Regions from separate parts of the Mus musculus genome. Here region 1 is linked to region 2. Evidence: chromatin contacts called from public ChIA-PET data. All regions are on one chromosome and are shown on one strand. The core of a region is the stretch at or near the end of the contact, and the rest is flanking DNA. Distances in the headings are between cores, read along the strand shown. Region 1 overlaps Zfand3 (zinc finger, AN1-type domain 3). Region 2 has its middle 52 kb from the start of Ccdc167.

Evidence for each region. ChIA-PET counts read pairs in DNA pulled down with a chosen protein or histone mark.
Region 1: an RNA polymerase II ChIA-PET map of memory CD8 T cells shows a contact between it and region 2, with 10 read pairs. The contact joins two enhancer-like sites. A contact is called at or near these places in 2 of 484 Hi-C or Micro-C datasets (both in embryonic stem cells) and 1 of 115 datasets of contacts at active chromatin or transcription factors (memory CD8 T cells).

What each region holds. Positions count from the first base shown.
Region 1 is chr17:30,195,512-30,201,048 of GRCm38.p6, reverse strand. The region is part of intron 5 of Zfand3 (zinc finger, AN1-type domain 3); the gene reads right to left. Among named protein-coding and RNA genes, the nearest start is that of Zfand3, 190 kb to the right of the region's middle. Within about 2 kb of position 3,223, at least 107 of the 459 cell types and tissues checked have an H3K27ac peak or open chromatin away from gene starts, as enhancers often do. A contact at or near this core is called in memory CD8 T cells, where this site is marked.
Region 2 is chr17:29,765,926-29,771,264 of GRCm38.p6, reverse strand. No RefSeq gene overlaps it. Among named protein-coding and RNA genes, the nearest start is that of Ccdc167, 52 kb to the right of the region's middle. Within about 2 kb of position 1,409, at least 83 of the 459 cell types and tissues checked have an H3K27ac peak or open chromatin away from gene starts, as enhancers often do. A contact at or near this core is called in memory CD8 T cells, where this site is marked.

The DNA.
Region 1 (5,537 bases), core at 1,974-4,473, 430 kb before region 2:
AGAAGCATGTCGCCCCATGTATTAATGACAAGGACTCACAAGCCGTCCTGTGTTAACTCAGCTCCCCCTCTCGAGGGCCAGGACTGACCCAGACCAAGAGGACGCTGGCCTGAGTGGAGGGAGCACCCAGGAGGAAGAGGCTTGTTGGGCCTTGCAAAACTCCAAGGGCAGCTGTCAGAAGTCGGGGGTCAGTCCATATGACTTGTCTGCCACCCCCACACAGCCCAGATCCAGCCTGTCAGACAGTAGGGGAGTCTGAGAACCCAAGCTCCAAGGAAACCAAGACTGGGAGGAGAGGATGAGAAGAATGCCTCACTCACAGGTGTGGAGGGGGCTGTTGGGAGCCAGCGCCTGGGTCTTCTGAGTGCTCCAGTGACCCACTAACACAATCACCTTTTTTGTTTCTGTCTCTGAACTCTGCTGTGTGAAGTCCATCTCAGCAGAGCTGAGGTGTGCTAAGTCAGTCAGCAAGGGGTGCAGCTTCTCAGCTAACCCAGCCCAGCCCTCTCAAGGCCCTCCTGGTCCTGTCCCAGGGACTTGGCTCCCCCGCAGCCTGGCTCTGAGTCTCACAGACTGAAGAGCTGCAGTGCCAACAACACCCAGCACCGTGAGAGCCAACAACCCAAGACCATAGCAAACAGACAGGCTGAGGCTGGGAGGTGGTGCACACCTTTAATCCCAGCACTGGAGAGGCATCGGCAAGTGGATCTCTGAGTTTGAGGCTACACTGGTCAACAGAACTAGTTCCAAAGCTATGCGAGAGAAATCCTGTCTTGTGCCCCATCCCCAAAAGATGCTCAGAGAAACCAGTTTCCACTGCTGTTATCGCAGGGTGGTGTTCTGTCTCCTGCTGGCAAACAAGACGAGAAGCTGAAGTGGCTGCCTTGTTGGAATCTGTCTCCAGGACCTGTGTTGTGTGACCTCATCCAGACTTTGGCCTGCTTAAGTAACGGTACTTTCCAGAATTAGACACAAACTTCACTGATACTCATCTAGGAGAAAAGATGGCACTGAAATCTCAGCTAACAAGGAATTATGTTCCAGGGTTGGGCCATCGTCCAGCAAAAGCAGCGACAGGCTCAAGGGGTGAACAGTGTTTACTGCTCGTCTGCTTGGTATTTGTGGTCTAGAAATTCTGGGGCTGAGCAGAGGAGGAAAGAAACTACTACATCCTGTGGCTGAAGAGCACCAAGACGCATGGAGGGGAAAACAGCTTCAGGTCACAGGAAGCAAAGAAGAAACCTGCTGCACATAACTCAATACACTCAGGCCATGTGTCCTAAACCAGGGGCACCCAGGGCACCGAAACACACAAAGAATTCACGAAGACAGGCTGGGTCCTAGGTGGACAGCAGGGCAGGACAGGGTGGCAGGGAGGTGCACTGATGCTGAAGTCTCCAGCTGAGGGCAGGAAAGGACACTGCACAGGCAGTCAACAGACACAGTAAGCACTACAGTCCACAGGGAAATCCAGGCGGTGACGCTGTGGTATGGAAAACCTACCTACAAGCCACACACAGCTTCCCTGCTGAGCCCTGTGCACATCTCCCACACTCTCTTGGACACACTCCTTAAACACAAGCACTAGCTCTTGCCAGGGTGAAGGCAGCGGTGGGAAATTAACCCTTAAATTGTACTTAATGCTGAAAAGACAATTTCAGCCGAAGACTGAAGAAAAGCCTGGGTGCAGGAGGTGCAGTAGGTGGACCAAGGGCAAGTGTGTGCTCAGCATTTAACCTACGGCCCTCTCTGTGCATCTACCCGACAAGAGGAGAAAAGAATGGAAGGAAGGCCCACAGCCCCAGGAAGCGTGACTGTGTTCACAGGTGACATGCCACGCGTGTGCAGCATCTTAGGAAGGTGGCACTAACAGGAGCTAGAGAGGCTGCAAAAAAAAAACTACTGTGCTTCCCGAGGGAACAACAATCTAACAAGAGGTACTGGGGATTCTAAGCACAGTACCATCAGAAATTCAAAGTACTTTGGGACAGCTGCACAGAAGACACACTCTGAGAACTATAAAACAGGGCTGAGTAAGTGTAAGACCTAAGTGAACAGAGAGAGGCTTGTGCTTGACGTCTGGAAACGCTTAGGGCAGCAACTCCAAGCCTTCACTATCAGGCTCAAAAGCAGGAGCTGCTGCAGGGTGGGAGTGTGCAGCCTCAGGTCTGTGTGTGTGTGTCTGTGTGTGTGTGTACATGTGCGTGCGTAAAGTGAGTGATGTTTGAAAGGTGAAGCGACAGTTCACCAGGATATCTGCAGAGTGAAGGCCCATGGAGAAAATGCTCAGTGTGTGCAAGAAGAAGAGAGTTACCACTGGGTGGACAGGCACTCGCTAGGACAGCTGGAGAGGAGCAGCCCAGTGCTGAAGGTTGCCAAGAGCACGGAGAAGCAGTGCCGGCGACCTGTGACCTGGCACAGCCGGGAAAGCTGCTGGTGCTGGCTAGTGTCAGACGCTCACTTACCACTCAACACTCCACCTAAAGATTTCTAGGTAGCACTCACTGCAGCTGGTAAACACGGCCTACCCTCTCAATGTGGCATTCTCAGAGGAAGACTGACTGATAGCAACACAGACGACTCGCAGAGCCTGCCATGTGGCACAGACCTAAGACTACACACTATGAATCCACGAACTCTAAAATTCTAGAAAAATCAAAACTGCCAAAGAAAGCAGGTCCGTGGTTGGCTAGCCCTGGGCAGGGGGTGAATGTGCTGGAGGGGCTGAGTCCTTCTAGAAGGGCGGACTAAAAAGCCACCGGTAAAGACTACACAACCTCAATGAATTTACCTCAACTTTCTGAACTGCAAAACGGAGAATTTTATGGAATGGAAAATGTTATTGTATATTCATTTTTAAATTTTTTAAATTCTGGACAAAGAATTAACCAAAATTGTTTATTACTAGATCAAATCTATAAAATATCAGTAATGTATATGTCAGAATATCGCCATTTGTCTATAAACAGTCTGGGCTCTGGTAGGAGCTAAGGCGGCGGCAGCTACACACAGTCACTGAGGTGAGATCAGGTGTCTGGTATATGATGAATGCAGCCTCTGCCACGGGCTGTTTGGCTTGGGCAGGGCAGCACCCACACCTGTGCTGTGCCCACATGGCCCTGGCCAGGCACCCAGGCAGGCTGGACCTCTGGAGGGGAGCAGGTCTGACACTTCGTTAGCTGTGACAGACAAGCAGCACAGGGACTCGGCAGCTGTTTGGTTTTAGCCCAGAGCTCTTCTTGCACAGGAAGGGGAAGTGGCCATTTTGTATGAGCCGGCACAGTGAGGGGGGAGTGCGACTTCTCTCACCTAAGCTAATTCCCACCAGAGGATAGTTTTTCCCTTTTGGGAGTGTGGACAAGACTCACCTTCCTCTTGAGCCATGGGTAGCACACATCCTAGTGTTACCTCAGGAGTAGGGGAAACGTGGGCCTTCATTACCAGACTCAAAAGCAGGAGGCCTGCAGAGTGGGTCTCTCCATTGCCATCAGCCAGTTAGTTCCGGCTGTGTGCTTGACTTAAAAAAAGAAGTCAGATCATGTTGCCCACTGACGGTGCTTGCCCTGAGCTAACATCCGACCTCCTCAACCGAGAACGGGCAGCCTCTTCTTTCTACTAGACCTGATGCCAGTTCTACCCAGCTGCAACCCCCCCCCCACAACAAACACTGCCCAAGTGTTCACCTTTCCTCCATCTAAGCCATACCCATCCTTAAGGCCTGAAGGGCAGAAGCCAGTCCAGCCTTCCAGGTGGGATGAAGCCCTCCCGCCCATCCTCTCAAGGCATCTTGTAACTTGCTAACGACTCCAGTGCTGGCTTGTCTGGCGACAGGCTGTTCCGTGTGTGCGTGCCTTCCTGTCAGGCCCAGCATAGGACCCCTCCTACAACCCTTGCAGAAGTAGCTGGTTTTGGAGTGGGGGGAGGAAGGGAAACACAGGGACACATCCTGTTATGCTCCCACTCCTCCCTCAACTCCTCAATGGAGACAGGAGCGGGGCTGAAAGAACTTCAATTGGCCAAATGTGGAACAATGTGAGTAATGGAAAACATTATCTATAGCACTGACTCATGAGTCAGGGGAGGGAGGGAGGGAGGGAGGGAGGGAGGGAGGGAGGGAGGGAGGGATCCATGGCAACTACAGGTTTAAAAAAAAAAAAGGTGTCTCTACTCAAAGAATGCCAGTGCCAAACAGAAACTGTGGAATCAAATCATTCTGAACTGTCACATGAGACTGGTTCAGGCAAGAGTCATAACTAGATGCCAAACCTCAAGGACATCATTTGCTTTTTTGGGACAGGGTCTCCCTATGTAGCCTTGGCTGTCCTGGAATTCTCTGTATAGACCAGATTAGCAAACTCCAAGATCTCCTGCCTCTGTCTCCAAAGTGCAGGGATTAACAGCATAAGCCACGGTGCCCAGCCTCTCGGGAGGCTTTGATGAAAGCATGGACAATACTGCCAAAGTATGCCGCACGCACAACCGCGTGCACTAGCGGAGGTGGAGAGTCGAGTGTGCACACGAATCAAACCGCATCAACAGCGAGAGACTGGAGAGCACTGAGCCTTCCAGAGTGAAGCTCCAGGACAGCTCATAGCACAACGGACAGCAGCTGAGAGAGAGTGCACAAGTGAACAGATCCCAGATGAAGGGCGCTTGGACCTTAAAACCCATGACATTTGTGTGCGTATATGTGTGTGTGCATGTCCAACAGAGAGGGCCTTATTTTAAAATATTGAAATTGTAAAACAGAAAGTTGGTAAGAATGTTCTGGATTAAACCACACTGAAGATAATAAGCACAACACCTGATCAAGGACAAGAGCTTGCAGCGAAGGGGAGAGCAACTCTGGAAGTTTAGCATTGCTAAATCAGCGCGCGCGCACGCGCGCGCACACACACACACACACACACACACACACACACACACACACACACACACACACACACGAACCATGGGCGGAGGACCCAGGGCAGCAGCACTGGAGTGAGCTCCCTAAAGCTGGAGTGTGCTGCAGGGACTGGCTTTACACAACAGTGTCTGTCTGTGGCCCCAGGGAACACTTCAGAGGACGACAAAGCCGAGGTGAACACAAGCAGCTCTCAGATAATGGCCTGAGACAAAATGTTATTTCCAAATAGAGCTGAAAACAAGACCAGGCCTGCTGTTCAACTGCTTGCATGAAAAGTCCTAAAGGCTGAAGGGTGTGCAGAGTGGTAGTAACGGTCACGCGGGACTCGCTTCACTGAATCTCTGGGGGCAAGCGTGTCCCAACATACTGCCCAGGAACTTCTCACGGCACCACACTTAGCCTTTGGTCTGTGAGCTCGCACATCCCACATCTCTTGCTCCTCATAGAACTTAACAAAATCCTTGAAAGGTCATCTCAGAACAGCTGTTAGTGACAGTGAATGACAGACCCAGAGCGGCCACAGCAGCCCACGAAGACAACACACCACAGAGTCCCACGCACCCCATGCAGAGCCCAGCCCCAGCACCATGGGCCCTGACACGAACAGAAAACTTACTCTGAAAACAGT
Region 2 (5,339 bases), core at 160-2,659:
TGGGAGAAGTACCGCAGTGGGAGTGGGGAGTGTGAGGTCACAGACAGGACACAGGAGGCAGCAGAGGCAGATGTGGAGCAGCTGAGAGCATCTATGAGAAGCGCTGAAGGTGCCTGTGAAGTTGGCAACAGTACGTCATGCCTACTAGACATCTTATTAATGATCCAGTTTGGCAGGAAGCAGGGGTCGTTCCATCTGAGTCATTCAAGGACAGTTTAATGAGGGTGTGGGCTGGGAGGAGAGAAACCGGCGAGGGATGCTAACTGTCCAGCTAAAGTTTAAAGAGGGGTGCCCCCTCCCCGGCATGCAATCCGTTGGAGTAGTAGCGTCCCTTAAAACTAGAAAAGATGTGGATAGACTCTGAAGGGGATCTAACAATGTGTTTATTACATTTGTGTGTGTGTGTGTGTGTGTGTGTGTGTGTGTGTGTGTGTCTGCCTCTCTGTCTGTGCCTGCCTGCCTGCCTGCCTGCCTGCTAAGACATGGGCTTGGAGGAACAAAGACAACTTTGTAGGAGTTGGTTCTGCCCTTCCATTATGTGGTTCCTGGGACTTGACTTAGGCTGTCAGGCTTGGCGACAGGTGCCTTTACCCACAAAGTTATCTCTCTGGCCCCTTGAGAGGGACTTCTGGTTTTTCAGATCCAAGAAAAATGGAGGGGAGGAATCTTTTCCTCTTAGTCTGTGTCAGGCAGGGAAGAGGGACTTACTTCAATGGTCAGGGCCAGCCACAAAGATGCAACTTGTGCTGGTTCAGGACATGGTCCTGGCAGATGCCAGCTCTCCCCAGCACATCCACCCCAGACCGGCTCTGAACCCAGTTGGTAGGGGACCAGCATTCACAAGGCTTGGGTTCAATCTGCCATACTGCACAAACTACCGGCGTGGGATTACATCTGTAGTCCCAGCATTTAGGAACTCGAGGCAAGTGAATCAGAAGTTCAAGGTCATCTTCAGCCACCTAGTGAGTTCCAGGCCTGCTTGAGACACGTGATACCCTGTCCCAATCAAGCAATCAATATCAATCAATCAAACAGTAAGATCCTAGCCCAGGTAGGATCTTACAGTGACCACAGGCAGCATCATTAGTAAGATCGGGCATCGCCAAGGCCAACACCCTGTGGTCTCTTCCTCTCAGCATCCATCTACCTGACTGCGCACCCCTCCCTGGTAAGACCTGCCCCCTCTCATCCCAAAGGGAAGACCTGTGCTTCCCTGATGGTCCCAACAGCAAAGTTCTAAGTGGCCCCAGTTCAGGTCGCCATCCCCACCCCAGAGTGAATCATTCTGCCAGCAATATGGGGATCAGAAATGGAACCGGAAGTCGGTGAAAAAGCCACCTTAGGCTCCCTCGGGGAAGTGAGAGCAGCTGCAGAGGCAAGGCTGCTGGAGTTAGAGCCACACGCACCCCCATGTTTCACTGTGAAGAGAGGTGTGAGGGGGTGGGAGGAGGGGATGTCTTCGGTTTGCTCAAGGCTGGGTGTGTGTGTCAGAAACACAGCAGAGGGAAAGGTGGTTTATCAGATAAAGATTTAAAGATACATGCCGCCAAGTCCTGAACCGGCATGACTTGAGTTCAATCTCCAGGACCTACCCGGTGGAGGGAAAGGTGACTCCCAACAGCACAGACGCACACACAAACATGAAATTTTAAATAAAATCTAAAGGACACAGAGATTTGTACTCTTCCTCATACACGTTGGGTACACGTACATGATTAAGTAAACATATGAGATCTTGTATCAGACAGGGTAGGCCAAGTTACACTGCAGTAAGGAGTCAGATCAAACCGCCAAGTTCAGTTCTGGCTCACGCTTCAGGCCCTCCTGGGCTTGGCTCATCATAAACAGCCCCAGGACCCAGGCAGGCTGTCGGAAATGCTACAGCTCACACCTGCGGGGCCGGGGCGGGAAGTGGGGGGGGAGGAGACATGATCTTGCATGCCTCTGAGACACAAAAGTAAATTCTACTGGCTAAGAATGCTGATTGGCCAGAACTGGTCACATGGCCCTTCCAACCACAGGGGTAGTCAGGAAGTGCTACCTAGAGGCTGGGAGCCCCAGCGAGTTCTCAGCAAATTGTATCAATGACTGTCATGCCTACATATAATTGGCTTATGTATGTGTACTTACATGCATGCATGCATGCACACACAGGCTCTCTCTTTTCTCTCATACACACATACACATGCACACACACAGACTCGCGCACTCACACACACACATCCCATGGTCATAGACTTATGTCAACTCCCTTTGCCCAGCCATCAATGTCGAAAGTCCCTAGCGAGGTGCCTGCTGTCATGGACACCTGCACCCACATTTTGTCCTGACTGCTGCCTTCAGCTCTTCTGCCTGGTTCTCGGGGCCCCACCATTCATCTCTGCTCTGGGTTCATTCTTCCAGTCTCCCTTCCCTGGTGGTCCTCCCCTGTGGTCCTCCCCTTCTGCCAGGAGGAGGTAAAGGGGACAGCTGTGTGTTTATGCAGTGATACTGCACCACCGACACTTGCTTCAGGTTTCTGGCTGGGGTGTTAGAATCCCCTCCCTTTCTCTTCACTTGCCTTGTGAGCTCTCTAAGCACGAGCTGGTGACAAACAGAGGGGCTGTCTCAGCTAGAAGGGCAAGGGGGTGAGACCCAGAAGATGTGGGGGTGCAAACAGAGCAGGCAGGGACAAAGAGAGCCAAGACGCAGAGTGCAGAGGCAGGGGAGACATCTCAGTGGGTAAAGTGTCTGCCGCACAGGCAGGAAGGCCCGAGCCCGAATCCCCAGCGAGCATGAACATCTCCAATCCCAGCGTTGGGCAGGGCCAGAGGCATGAGGACCAGGCTGGCCAAACTGGTGAACTTCCCAGAGAGCCAGAGAGCTTCTCTCCCAAAACCAAGTGGGGAGCAATGGGGTAACTCACCGAATACCTGGGCCCCATGCACGTGTGCACGCAAACACGACGAAGGCTGGAGAGATGGCTCAGCGGTTAAGAGCACCAACTGCTCTTCTGAAGGTTGTGAGTTCAAATCCCAGCAACCACATGATGGCTCACAACCATCCGTAATGAGATCTGACGCCCTCTTCTGGGTTGTCTGAAGACAGCTACAGTATACTTACACATAATAAATAAATAAATCTTTAAAAATAATAATAAATCATATAGTGCAGCAGAAAGACTCGGTAACGCAGACAGACAGCATGTGGGGGCCAGAGGACAACTCGAGGGAGCCAGTTTTCACGGGTTCTGCAGGCTGAACTCAAATTGTGATGCTTGCCTGCAAGCTCCTGTACCCACTGAGCCATCTCGTCAGCCCTAGGATGAACTGAAAAGTAGAGAGGAGGTGTGGCCCTTTCCAAGCAAGCAGCAGAGATTTGAGGCTGGGGGTCTGCTTGAGGCACAAGCAGGGGTTTCCTTGGAGATCTTTCTGTTGGAGGAGTCGGCTGGGGTCTGAGCTGTGTGGTACCCCAACTGCTTATGCCTCAACTCTAGGGCCTGCTTGTGTGTGACTGTCCTCTGAGCCAATCACTCACCATCTTGAGGAGTTCAGCTATACCTGCTTATAAAGGCTCATCCCAGCTGGATTTGCTGTTTGTGCCCCCCACAGGGGTTGGGGAGGGTCATGAGACCCTCGCCTGAGTATTTGGCCCGTTGTACGTAATTCTGTTCTAACTGTATGTGGCCTTGGGACAGAGCTAGAGTGTACACAGGCTAGGGAAGACTAGGGAAGTGGAACTTGAACAATTAGTGCTGCTGTGGGAAGTCGGCCCGCAGTTCCTGATGGGTAAAGACTTTCTGGTGTGGCATCTTAGGGAGGGGAGGTCCCTGTTAGTAACCCCTCAAGTATGCTCTGGAAGGAACCTAGTAAACTCCTTGGCTTTCCCGGAGTGAACTTTGGGGGAACTGTGCCTCAGCTTGTTATTAGACCTTCAGAGGAGTGGCGATCTCCCTGTGGGAAGGAATTTTAATAGTGCTCTAGCCAGATGGTTGTAGGGAGAAGTAAGACAGACAGGAAGCAGACCCTATTCTGTATGGGAGCAAAGGAATGCCAGGCTGGAAAGGGAAGCAAATCTCTGCCTCTCCAGAACCCAGGCCTAAGCAAAAACCCAAGCTGTTCCTGCAATACTCTTCCGCCATTCCCACCCCCCAGCCGTCCATGCACCTGCAGATCTGCTGCAGACAGACAGCTGCAACTCCCAGCTACAGAATGACAATCCAGACCAACAGCTACAAAGGAGCAACTCCCAGTTACAGAATGACAAACTGACAAACCCAAGAGTTAGAGAGGACAAGAGCCCCATACTCTAGCAGTGGGGAGCTCCTTAAACCACCTGTTCTTCCAGACCACAGTCAAAACCCTCCCAGGTCAGCAAGAAAAAAGTGGGTGTGGCACCAGGTGGGTGTGGGAAAGGGGCCCTAATTTGTGTGGGGGGGTGAGCCCTCAACAAATCCATACAGCAGCCCCATGTTCAGTCACTACCTCAAGATCCAAGGAAACGCAGAACATACTTTGGGGGCCATGGTGAGGGGAGACCAGTGAGGTGGTCTTAACTCTGGGATATACTGGGCACCCTGGTGTGTTGGCCCTAATCTAGGCTCTCCCTGCTAAATTCGAGGATAAAAGAGAGTCCCGGGGAAGAGTTGGCCAACATATGTGGAGAAGTCCACCCCTGGATTGGCTTCTGTTAGATCTCATGCTCTTGGGGATACAGCAAGGCCTCTTTGGCAGAAGCAGCCAAGCTTCCCTGGTCCCTGCTCCTCCCGACATACGCTTAGAATCTGCAACATCCCTCTGGCTTGGCAGAGGTCAGCACATGTGTGTCACTGTTGAGAAGTAGTGGATCTTTTAGGGGGACATAGGCCCTCCTGGATGGTCCCTACCTTTGAAGAGACATTAGGTCCCCTCATGTGTTTCTTTCCTCTCTGCTTCTCAGCTGCCACAGGACAAGTAGACCTTCTCAGCCACACACTTGTGCCATAACGTCCTGAGCTGCCACAGGCCCAAAGCAACAGGGGACCGAGTGACCATGGACAGAAACTTCTAGAACCATCAGTCAAAGCAAACTTCTCGTCTTTATTAATTGGTTTATCGGAGGTATTTGTTATAGCAATGGAAAGCTGACTGACACTTCTGGTCTCTTCTGCTGCTGCCATGCCTCAGCCTCTGCATAAACTGTACCCTCTGTCTGTGGCACCTTCCCACTGCCCAGCTATTAAACATCCTAGGAGATCAGTCTAGTCTGGAAGGATATTGGTCCACTTTCCACTCGGCAACATCTCAGTGATGACTGCTTCCTCAGCTGAAAGGGAAGGGACCAGAGTCTGTGAGATTGAAAATGGTCTCAGAGTGAAAGAC